Linked DNA regions of Pan troglodytes: all the other regions are linked to region 1. The links are chromatin contacts, called in public HiChIP or PLAC-seq maps. All regions are on one chromosome and are shown on one strand. Each heading gives the region's core, a stretch centred on a gene start, on an enhancer-like site or on the middle of the called end of the contact. The rest is flanking DNA. Distances are from core to core; before and after follow the strand shown. Region 1 holds the start of PLEKHF2 (pleckstrin homology and FYVE domain containing 2). Region 2 holds the start of TP53INP1 (tumor protein p53 inducible nuclear protein 1). Region 3 holds the start of NDUFAF6 (NADH:ubiquinone oxidoreductase complex assembly factor 6).

What was found. HiChIP or PLAC-seq counts read pairs in DNA pulled down with a chosen protein or histone mark.
Region 2: an H3K4me3 HiChIP or PLAC-seq map of stem cell-derived excitatory neurons shows a contact between it and region 1, with 2.4 times the contacts expected there. The contact joins the promoter of TP53INP1 here to the promoter of PLEKHF2 in region 1. A contact is called at or near these places in 1 of 7 Hi-C or Micro-C datasets (stem cell-derived neural progenitor cells) and 1 of 1 datasets of contacts at active chromatin or transcription factors (stem cell-derived excitatory neurons).
Region 3: a contact with region 1 is called in an H3K4me3 HiChIP or PLAC-seq map of stem cell-derived excitatory neurons, with 2.1 times the contacts expected there. The contact joins the promoter of NDUFAF6 here to the promoter of PLEKHF2 in region 1. A contact is called at or near these places in 1 of 7 Hi-C or Micro-C datasets (stem cell-derived neural progenitor cells) and 1 of 1 datasets of contacts at active chromatin or transcription factors (stem cell-derived excitatory neurons).

The regions. Positions count from the first base shown.
Region 1 is chr7:105,341,884-105,344,583 of NHGRI_mPanTro3-v2.0_pri, forward strand. PLEKHF2 (pleckstrin homology and FYVE domain containing 2) reads left to right here and starts at 1,256. Exons shown (of 2, transcript XM_016959701.3): 1 at 1,256-1,394.
Region 2 is chr7:105,160,907-105,163,606 of NHGRI_mPanTro3-v2.0_pri, forward strand. It overlaps TP53INP1 (tumor protein p53 inducible nuclear protein 1), which reads right to left and starts at 1,386. Exons shown (of 6, transcript XM_063816438.1): 1 at 947-1,386. The region is part of intron 1 of NDUFAF6 (NADH:ubiquinone oxidoreductase complex assembly factor 6); the gene reads left to right.
Region 3 is chr7:105,105,930-105,108,629 of NHGRI_mPanTro3-v2.0_pri, forward strand. NDUFAF6 (NADH:ubiquinone oxidoreductase complex assembly factor 6) reads left to right here and starts at 1,260. Exons shown (of 13, transcript XM_063816425.1): 1 at 1,260-1,863. It overlaps CCNE2 (cyclin E2), which reads right to left and starts at 2,633. Exons shown (of 12, transcript XM_016959698.4): 1 at 2,385-2,633; 2 at 144-183; 3 at 1-55. The coding sequence starts at 157.

The DNA of each region.
Region 1 (2,700 bases), core at 6-2,505:
TGATCATACAACTTTCCCCATTTAAAAAAAGTTCATCTTTGCCAATTTTGTTCTAATTATTAATTTAAAAAAAGACTTGTTTGTTTCAGAGACAAACTCTATTGAAATAGGGGAGGATAGGAGGCAACAAGCCTGGAGGAGGAAGATCCCAGGTGGAAGAGCAGGGCGGAACCCAAGTCTGCTCTCATCCCTAGGTGCTCATCCACGTGCAGCTTGGCTGGTAGTGACTCTAATTCAACAGCAATCAAACACAGGTTAAAACAACTTACTGAAGTAATAGATGAATAAGAAATATAAAATTTACCAAAACCCAATTTCCTCCTACACACCACACACACTTTGTTTAAAATAAGTATGCTGTTCTCCCTACTTCGCCCCCATCCCTAGTCTACCCTAAGCAACTTCGTTACCTCTCTACGAACCCATCAGAGCGCTTAGCTATCAGATCAATTAGGGCACATTTAACCTTATATACTATGCAATAATTACAGTTTCTAGGTATGTGAAGTAGGCTGATGGGGTTTTGTGTCGTCAAAGTTTTGGAAAGACCAGAATTCTAAAGTATGCATTTAAAAGAAAGGGCTGGGTGGAGCACGTAGGGTATGTGTGTGTCGCCGCAGTTCCCTTGGTTTCAAGCGGAGGGATTTTAGGTAAAGCAAAGGGAAAGTGTGACGGAAAGGATTGCTGTGCTAAATGGGAGCAGCAAATGCCAGTACCGATGCCTTTGGGCATTTAGATCCAAAGCCTGCCTTTCTCGTTCTTCAGTTCCCTGGGGAGGCCTGTTGTGGGTGGGGAGGTGTCTTCCTTCTATTATTCCAGTCTCCCTAAGAACTTCGTAGACAGTTGAGCAATACTTTCTAAGGGCTGGTCGGAGTCAGGAAAGTCAGGTAAGGCGCCTCACGTGCACCTCAACGCGTCGCGGGAGCGCGTCCCGACCTCACACATGGACAAGCTCCGCCCGCGGCCGGCCTGGGTGGGTGTGGCCTCCGCCAAAGGCCCCGCCCCTAGAGCGCGTCGCCAGGGGTGCGAGGGGCGGGGCGAGGGAACTGGCAAGAAAGGGCGGGGAGCGAGGGGTGTGGGTGTGCTCGTGCCCGCGCGCTCGCGCCCGGAGTGTGGACGGGGGCGCGCCCGTGCGCGCGCAGGGGAGAGGCCAGCCCAGGCAGCCGTTGTCGGGTTCGACTGGAGGGGCGGGGGAGTCACCTGCGAGCGGCTGTGCTGGCGGCCAGCCCGCCCACCGCGTCTGGATCGCGCCGGCTGCGCGGGGCTGCGGACAGCACACACCCTGGAAGGCCCCGGCGGGGAACGGGCAGAGTCCGCGCCCTGCGTCCGCGACCAGGAGGATCGGACCTTCGCCTTCGCTGCCGCCGCCGCCGCCGCCGCCCGCGGCCGTCGGGGTAGGTGAAGCCCGGGTGGGTGGTCCGCCGGCTCCTGACGGGCCGGGAGGGGAGACGCGAAACTTTCCGGGCGCTTCCTCCCGCGGTCCCGGAGCCGTCGCAGCGCCGGGAGGTGTCGTCGTCGCGGGCGGTGGCGGCCGACGCCATGTTGGGGTCTGTGAGAAACGGGGCGCTCCCGGCCGCTCCCCTCGCGCCGGGGCCGGCCCGCGGGCCAGTTGCCGCCGCCGTCCCGCCAGCCCGGGAGCGAGCCGCGCCCGCCCGTAGGACGCCGCCGCCGCCGCGGGGGAACGGGGGCCGCCGGGTAGGGTCCGGTCCACGGGTCTGCGGGGCGGGGGCCGGCGGACGCGGGAAGGAGCCCCGAGGCCGGGTGAGAAGTTGTGGGGCCTGAGGACGGGGGTCCTGGACACGGCCGGGGGCGTCTCAGGGTCGCGACAAATTTCTGGCCGAAAAGTTTGCAGGGTCTGCGTGTCGGGGACCTTATGACCTGAACTACATATTTGTATGTCACTTGGGAGACAAAAATGGCCCCGCAGAACTTGCTCTGATAGAAGCGATGGTTTATTTATTTGGAGCCTTTTCAAGTTTTATGATCCTTTGCCGAATTTATTTTTCTTTTTAAAAACGTGATTGAAGGCCGAGAGCGCGCTGCCGGTGTTGCTTGAATAGCCTTGTGTGCTCTCCGTACATTCCAGCAATAACTTGAGTGTGCGGTGGAAGTGGGTATGAAGGTTACAGACACCTAAGCCCTCCTCGGTAATTCATAGACTCACAAAACGCGTTGTTGATAAATGCCTTCTTTGTCGTGTTGTGTAGTACGTTGCTGAAGAGACTCATTAAAGAAAGATTTAGACACAAACTTTGAGAGTCTTAAAGGCATGTGTTCTCTTAAGAATAAGAAGTGATCTTGACAGTTTGAAGTTTTTTTCCCCTCCCTTTAGTTTCTTAAGGGTGAATGCCTACCGCGTTTTGAGCATTTACTTTTTTTTAATACTCTGGCAGCTCGTGGGGTCTTCACGTTAATTCAGTATTAACGAAGGCTTCATTATAATCCCTTTGGGTCCCGACCACACGGGGGATGAATGGTATTAAGCTATTTATTTGGAAAGCACACGTAATCGGCCTCTAAATAAAACTAGTATAGTGACTAAGCTTCAGAAGAAAATATTCAGCCTCAGTAAATGAATCTAAATGATTTTTAAATAAAGACATCTTGCTTTAAAATTCTGTTAAATGAACTGAAAAGGCTCTTAAACACAAATACAGTAAGCCCTAAAACCCCAAATTCTTGGAGAATTTTACTTTTTAG
Region 2 (2,700 bases), core at 136-2,635, 180 kb before region 1:
GGGGGCCGCTGCTGGGCCCCAGATAGAGGGGTAGAGGCCGCTCAATCACGGAGCCAGGCCCCACCTGCTGTAGAAACCGCCACCGAGAGCCGGCCGGGCTTGCTGCACGCTCTGGATTCCGCCTGCCTATAGGCGAGGCACAAGGGACTGCGAGACCAGGCCTGAAGGCAGAGAGGTCAGCAGGCTCGGGGGCCTCTGCTCCAGCGGACAACAAGCGCACCGGGCGGGAACGGCCGTCTCCCCAGGCGCTGCAGCCTAGCTCTCATGTGACCCACGGAACTTAGCCCCTCTGTTCTGTTTGCATACCTGCAAATTGTGGGCATTCACGCCGGGACTGCCAACTCACCAGGTTATTTATAGTGACAAGAGAGTGAGACAGTGGGCTTGAAAGTGTTTTCCAGACCAAGGCTCTGTGCCACATATAGGTGGATTAACTGGCAAAGGCAGGTGAGTAACGTTGATGCCTATCAGCTCTCATGTGGATACTGTTTGGACTGGGATGTAGTTATTTGACCTGGGGTGAACTGTATAGCAACCCTGGAGGGATGCCTATCACACATTACAGTATCTGAAAGACACTCACATTCTGACCCTCACAATGTAGTCAGTCCATTTCCAACAATGCTGGTTTTAAAGGATGTAAATTGCAGTGCAGGGAGTTGTCAGACACCAAGGAGTAATGATCAAAATATGATGATCATTGGACCTTATCTTGGGAGAAAGAGCTAAAACTGTGTTCTAGATAGTCTCACAGACTTGAACATGCTTTGGATTCTAGGTTTTTGCAAATCAGGCTTGTTCTAATATTTTCTCCCACATGCTATGGTAGGAGCCCGATGATCTCTTGTTTCTCCCTAGGAATCCATTGAAGGGGCCATCTCCACATTCAGAACCAAGGTATGATGACAATTACAAGGGGCTAATTTTTAAAAAGAAAAAGGCCTACCTTTTTCCAGTTTGATAAGGTTTATCATGGTTAAAGCAACATGTGAAATCATCATCTTGTTATGATAGAAAAATTCAATATGAAGTAGATCATTTTTCCAAAGATGACCACAACAGTATCTCCATCATGAAGTGGGTGTATTTTTCTTCCCTTTGAATCTGGGCTGACCCTGTGATTGCTCTGACCATAGAATGTGGCAGAAAGAATGTTCTAGGACTTCCAAGCCTCGTCATTAAGCAAAAGCATTAAGCAAACCCCACAGCTTCTGCTTTGTACTCTGGAAAATGCCAGCCACCCATGAGGAGAGACCACCCTGCTAGCCACAGGGAGAGGCTATGTGAAAAGAAAGAGATGCCTGGCCAGCTCTAGCTCTTCAGCTCATCCCAGCTGAGCTACCAGACACATGAGTGGGAAAGCCCTTAGGAAGTTCCAGCTCCAGCAGACACCATACTGAACAGAGGAGAGATAAGCCATCCCCACGGAGCACTGCCAAAATGACGGCATTGTGAACAAATAAATGATCATTGTTTTAAGGCACTAAATGTTGGGGTAGTTTTTGAAGCAGCAATAACCAAAACACAAAGCTAACAGAAATGCCCATCACAGATCAGTGACTCTAAACTCTACCAAATAGTGTTTGTGATGAAAACATCTTATCTCAGGAGTCACTTGCTTTCTGTTTACTCTCTTGCTGATTTATAATCTTCCCACCTGGTGCTTGTTTATTCCCAGTGGTGCACCAAGGAGGGAGTGCCTCAGGGCAGCATAGGTGAAGTCTGTCCCTAGGAGGGAGGAGTACTTTACCACGACATTGTTTGGAACTGTTGGAGCATAATAATAAAAAGCAAACTGACTTTTAGTCAATTTTATTTTAAAATTATTTGCAGACACACAAATTTACTGTGTACTGCCTGTACCTGGGGTGGATCACTCCCACTGCCTCCCTTCCTGGTATGCCACTGGTTTACATAAATGCATGCAGTGAAACTCAGGAGTAATGTCATCTCCGTAGCGTAGAGCTGTCTGAACACAACCAAACTGTCAAATTACACAAATGCAAGCAAGCTTTTCATCTGTTCACTGACAAAGACCCAGCCAGGTTCCCTGCCTGGGCAGATCCAGTGAATCCAACCATCCTTTAATTCACAGAATAATTCTTAGCGTGTTGCTATAGTACCCACTTCCAGGCTGACCCCCTGCTGTGGGGGTGACCCTTTCCCCATCTGTCAGAGTCCTCCTGTCTGTTTTCCGTGGAGCTCAATACGCTCCCTTATCTACCCTAACAAAAGGGATTCAACCTCAAGTTTTGTTTGGAAGACTCACAGTGCAGGACCACATTCACACCAACAAACAGATACAATGCAACTAATGCCTCTGCCTCCTGCTTATGAAAGCAGGCTGTGGCCATAACCCTGCCAGTTGCATCAAGGCTGCTAAAGAATATTGTTTCCTACCAACCCATAGGATGGCTACTTGGGGCAGCCTCAGAACACAAAGCAACAAGTTGTTCGGTCTGTACTGAGGAGAATGGCAAAGTGAAGTCCACTTAGGTCGTTTTCTATCTACCCATCAACAGTTAGGATCTGCTGGGCTTCTACCATGGACACAGCATGTTGCCAAGTGTCTGGGAAAGACAAGAATTTTTTAAAATTGCATTTTAGATAAACAATCACTTAGCATTCCAGTGACATCTATTGTCTTAAGGGAAGAAAGGGTCTGTCTGGGTCTCCAGAAAGCCTGGAACAAAGAAGCAA
Region 3 (2,700 bases), core at 10-2,509, 240 kb before region 1:
TTGGGGGGATTCCGTCTGGCTGGGCTGGGGCTGCTGCTTAGCTTGTAAACGGCTACTGTAGTGAATTTTTAAAAAGGAAGTGTAATTAGTAAGTTAAAGGCAGCAACTAATTTGAAACATGTCTCTAAGACAGATAATGTTACCTTCGTCTTGACATTCTCTTCTTTCAGGTGTATAAAACCTCTGAAGGAGGGAGAGGAAAAGCCGCAGTCAAGTACATTGTCATTCACATTCTCCAAGTGCCAGTAAGACGCTGATTCGGAGGTGAAAGCTCAGTCCCTCCGAAGGGGGCCTGGGCCCTGTGACCCTGCCATCTTCTGTGCTATGTTAGCTAGCTCATGGTAATTCATTTTGGATACAAGCCTGCATTTCCTCAACTGAATGTACAGCTGGAACGCGAGTGTCCAAAAATTTACCAAGCACTCCTGACACCTTGAACGCGCAGGGAGGCACATCTTCCTCAAACGGGTTTTTCTGGGTCCTCCACCCTCTCCCCCGTACACCGGGAGTGGGGCTTGGGCAGCGCCCCCACGTCCCGCCTCCCTCCTGGACCAGCGGGGAGAGGGGGTTGTGGAGGCGAAATGCTGTGGAGAAGCCGGTTCCGCGCCAATTTGGAGAGCGGCGGTGGCGGGGAAGCAGGGGGCGGAGGAACCAAGACTGGTGTCACGGCCTCCAGTCTCCTTTCCCTCCTTCCCGGCCCCGCCGCCCTACCGCCGCTCGGAGGGGCGCCGGGACCCCAACTCCAGATGGGAAGCGGAGGGCGTGGGGGAGGGCAGGAAAAGGAGCTAAAGAAAGGGGAGACTGGGCTGGCTGGGAACTTTTCTCCCCATGGAGGGGACCCGGCCTCCCATCCTCTCTCCCACGGGATAGCTCCCCAAATGAGGGTGGGATAGAGAAGCCCCTAGAATGAGGGGCGGCTCTCCATGCCCAGCCGCTTCCCGGTCCCCTGCCAAGGTTCCTGACAGGGACGGAACGCGGGAACCCATGACCCCCAGTCGTCTAGTTCTCAGCCCTCCCGATTTTCCTCCCTGAGGCTCCCGCCTGTGGTAAGTGATCGGCCCAACTGGGCTTTCTTTCCTCCCGCATCCCCCCTACGCGCAGCAACTCCTCACCGCCAGACCAGCTACCGCTCGGCTCAGCTGGCGCCGGCGCCAACCCAATATATAGGCCGGGCCGGTCCCGCCCCGCACGCATGCGCCTCAGACTGACACCTCCGGACAGCGCGCTCCCCTCTCCCGCCCGTCCTCCCGCGCGCCCGCGCGCCGCGCCCTGCTCTCAGTGCGCGCCCGCCACCCGGAGCGGCCGTGGGGTCCACTCTACCGGGCCTTCTGCCCGCGTCCACCGCGCTCCACGGCGCGGCCGGCGGCGGTAGGGAAACTCTCAGGGGCTCCTTCTCCGCGGCTGGTCTCCCCGCCGCCTGGCTCGCGCATCTCCCGCCAGTTTGCTTTTGCTCCCTCCCACTGCAACTCCTGGATTTCGGGGGTGTCAGCCTGCGGCTCAGCCCGGGCGCATAACAGGGGGACACGACTCGGGTGACCATAGGGTGGCTGGGAAGTGACCGTCCAGGGGCGCGTCCTAGCTGTCCCGCCAAGGCCTCAGGGAACCCAGGTCTTTCCTGAGCGACGCGGGGACCCGAGGGCCCGCCCTTCGGGGAGGAGCAAAGCGTTGGCTGAAGAGCTGGCCAATGGGAGGCACGGGCGGCAGCACAACGTGGAGTGGCTGCAGAATGTAAACACCACTCAGCCACGCGCCTGGCCAAGTGCGGCTCTGCTCTCCCCAGTCTCGGTCCGCGACCACCCGGAGCCCGCTCCGCCGGCCTTGCGCTGCGCGCCCAGGGAAGGCATTTCCAGCCCGCCCATCCAGGTATGTATCAACCCTGTTTTCCGGCTCCCTGCTCCCCCTACCGGGTTTCCCTCCCCATGAGTCGGTCGCTCCCCCAGCCCGCCGCCCTGTCCCTGCAGTGGCCTCCAGCTGCCACCCCGCAGTCCCCGCGCAGGAAACGCTCGCGCCACGCCGCGTCCTCCCTTGCTTCCTCTCTTCCCCACCTCCAATTCCGGGATCCCAGAGGGTAAAACCCCTCTCCGGAGCGGGGCCCGGGAACGGCATTCCTCCTCCCCCTGAGCGCGGTGGTCCCCGGGGACCTGGCCGGGTGGGAAGAACGATCGCCACCACGTGCAGGCCCCGGGCCCGCCTGCCGCGCCCCGCCCCGCCGCCGCCAGCGCGCCCTGCGGAGCCCGCGCGAGCCGGCAGCGCGGGAGGGCGCCGTTCGCGCCCGAGCGCTATTGGGAGGAGGGGGGCCCGACGCTCTTCCTTTACCCTTCCCCGGGTGTTTAAACTTAGGGGTCCCTTCGCTGCCTCTATGAATGCCCCCACAACTGGCGCACCCCAAAACTGCACATCGTCAAATCAGACTTGCGGCGGGTATTCCGCAAACAGGTTTTGCGGCGGGAGCAGCGAGGCGGGGAACAGCTCCGGGAACAAAGATCCCCTGGGTGGAGGAGCAGTGCGAAGGCGTCTCGGAACCCGCGGTAGCTCGGGCGGGCCGCGTCTGCCCAGGCCCTGAGCGAGCAGGACGGCGAGCGGGCCGCGCCGGGGAGACGGAGCCGCGCGGGCGGGAGCCCTTCCCGAGATGCACCGGGAGGCGGCGCCCGGCGACCCCGGCTCCCGCCCGGCCTTTTGTGCTGCGCCGCTCGAGCGCGT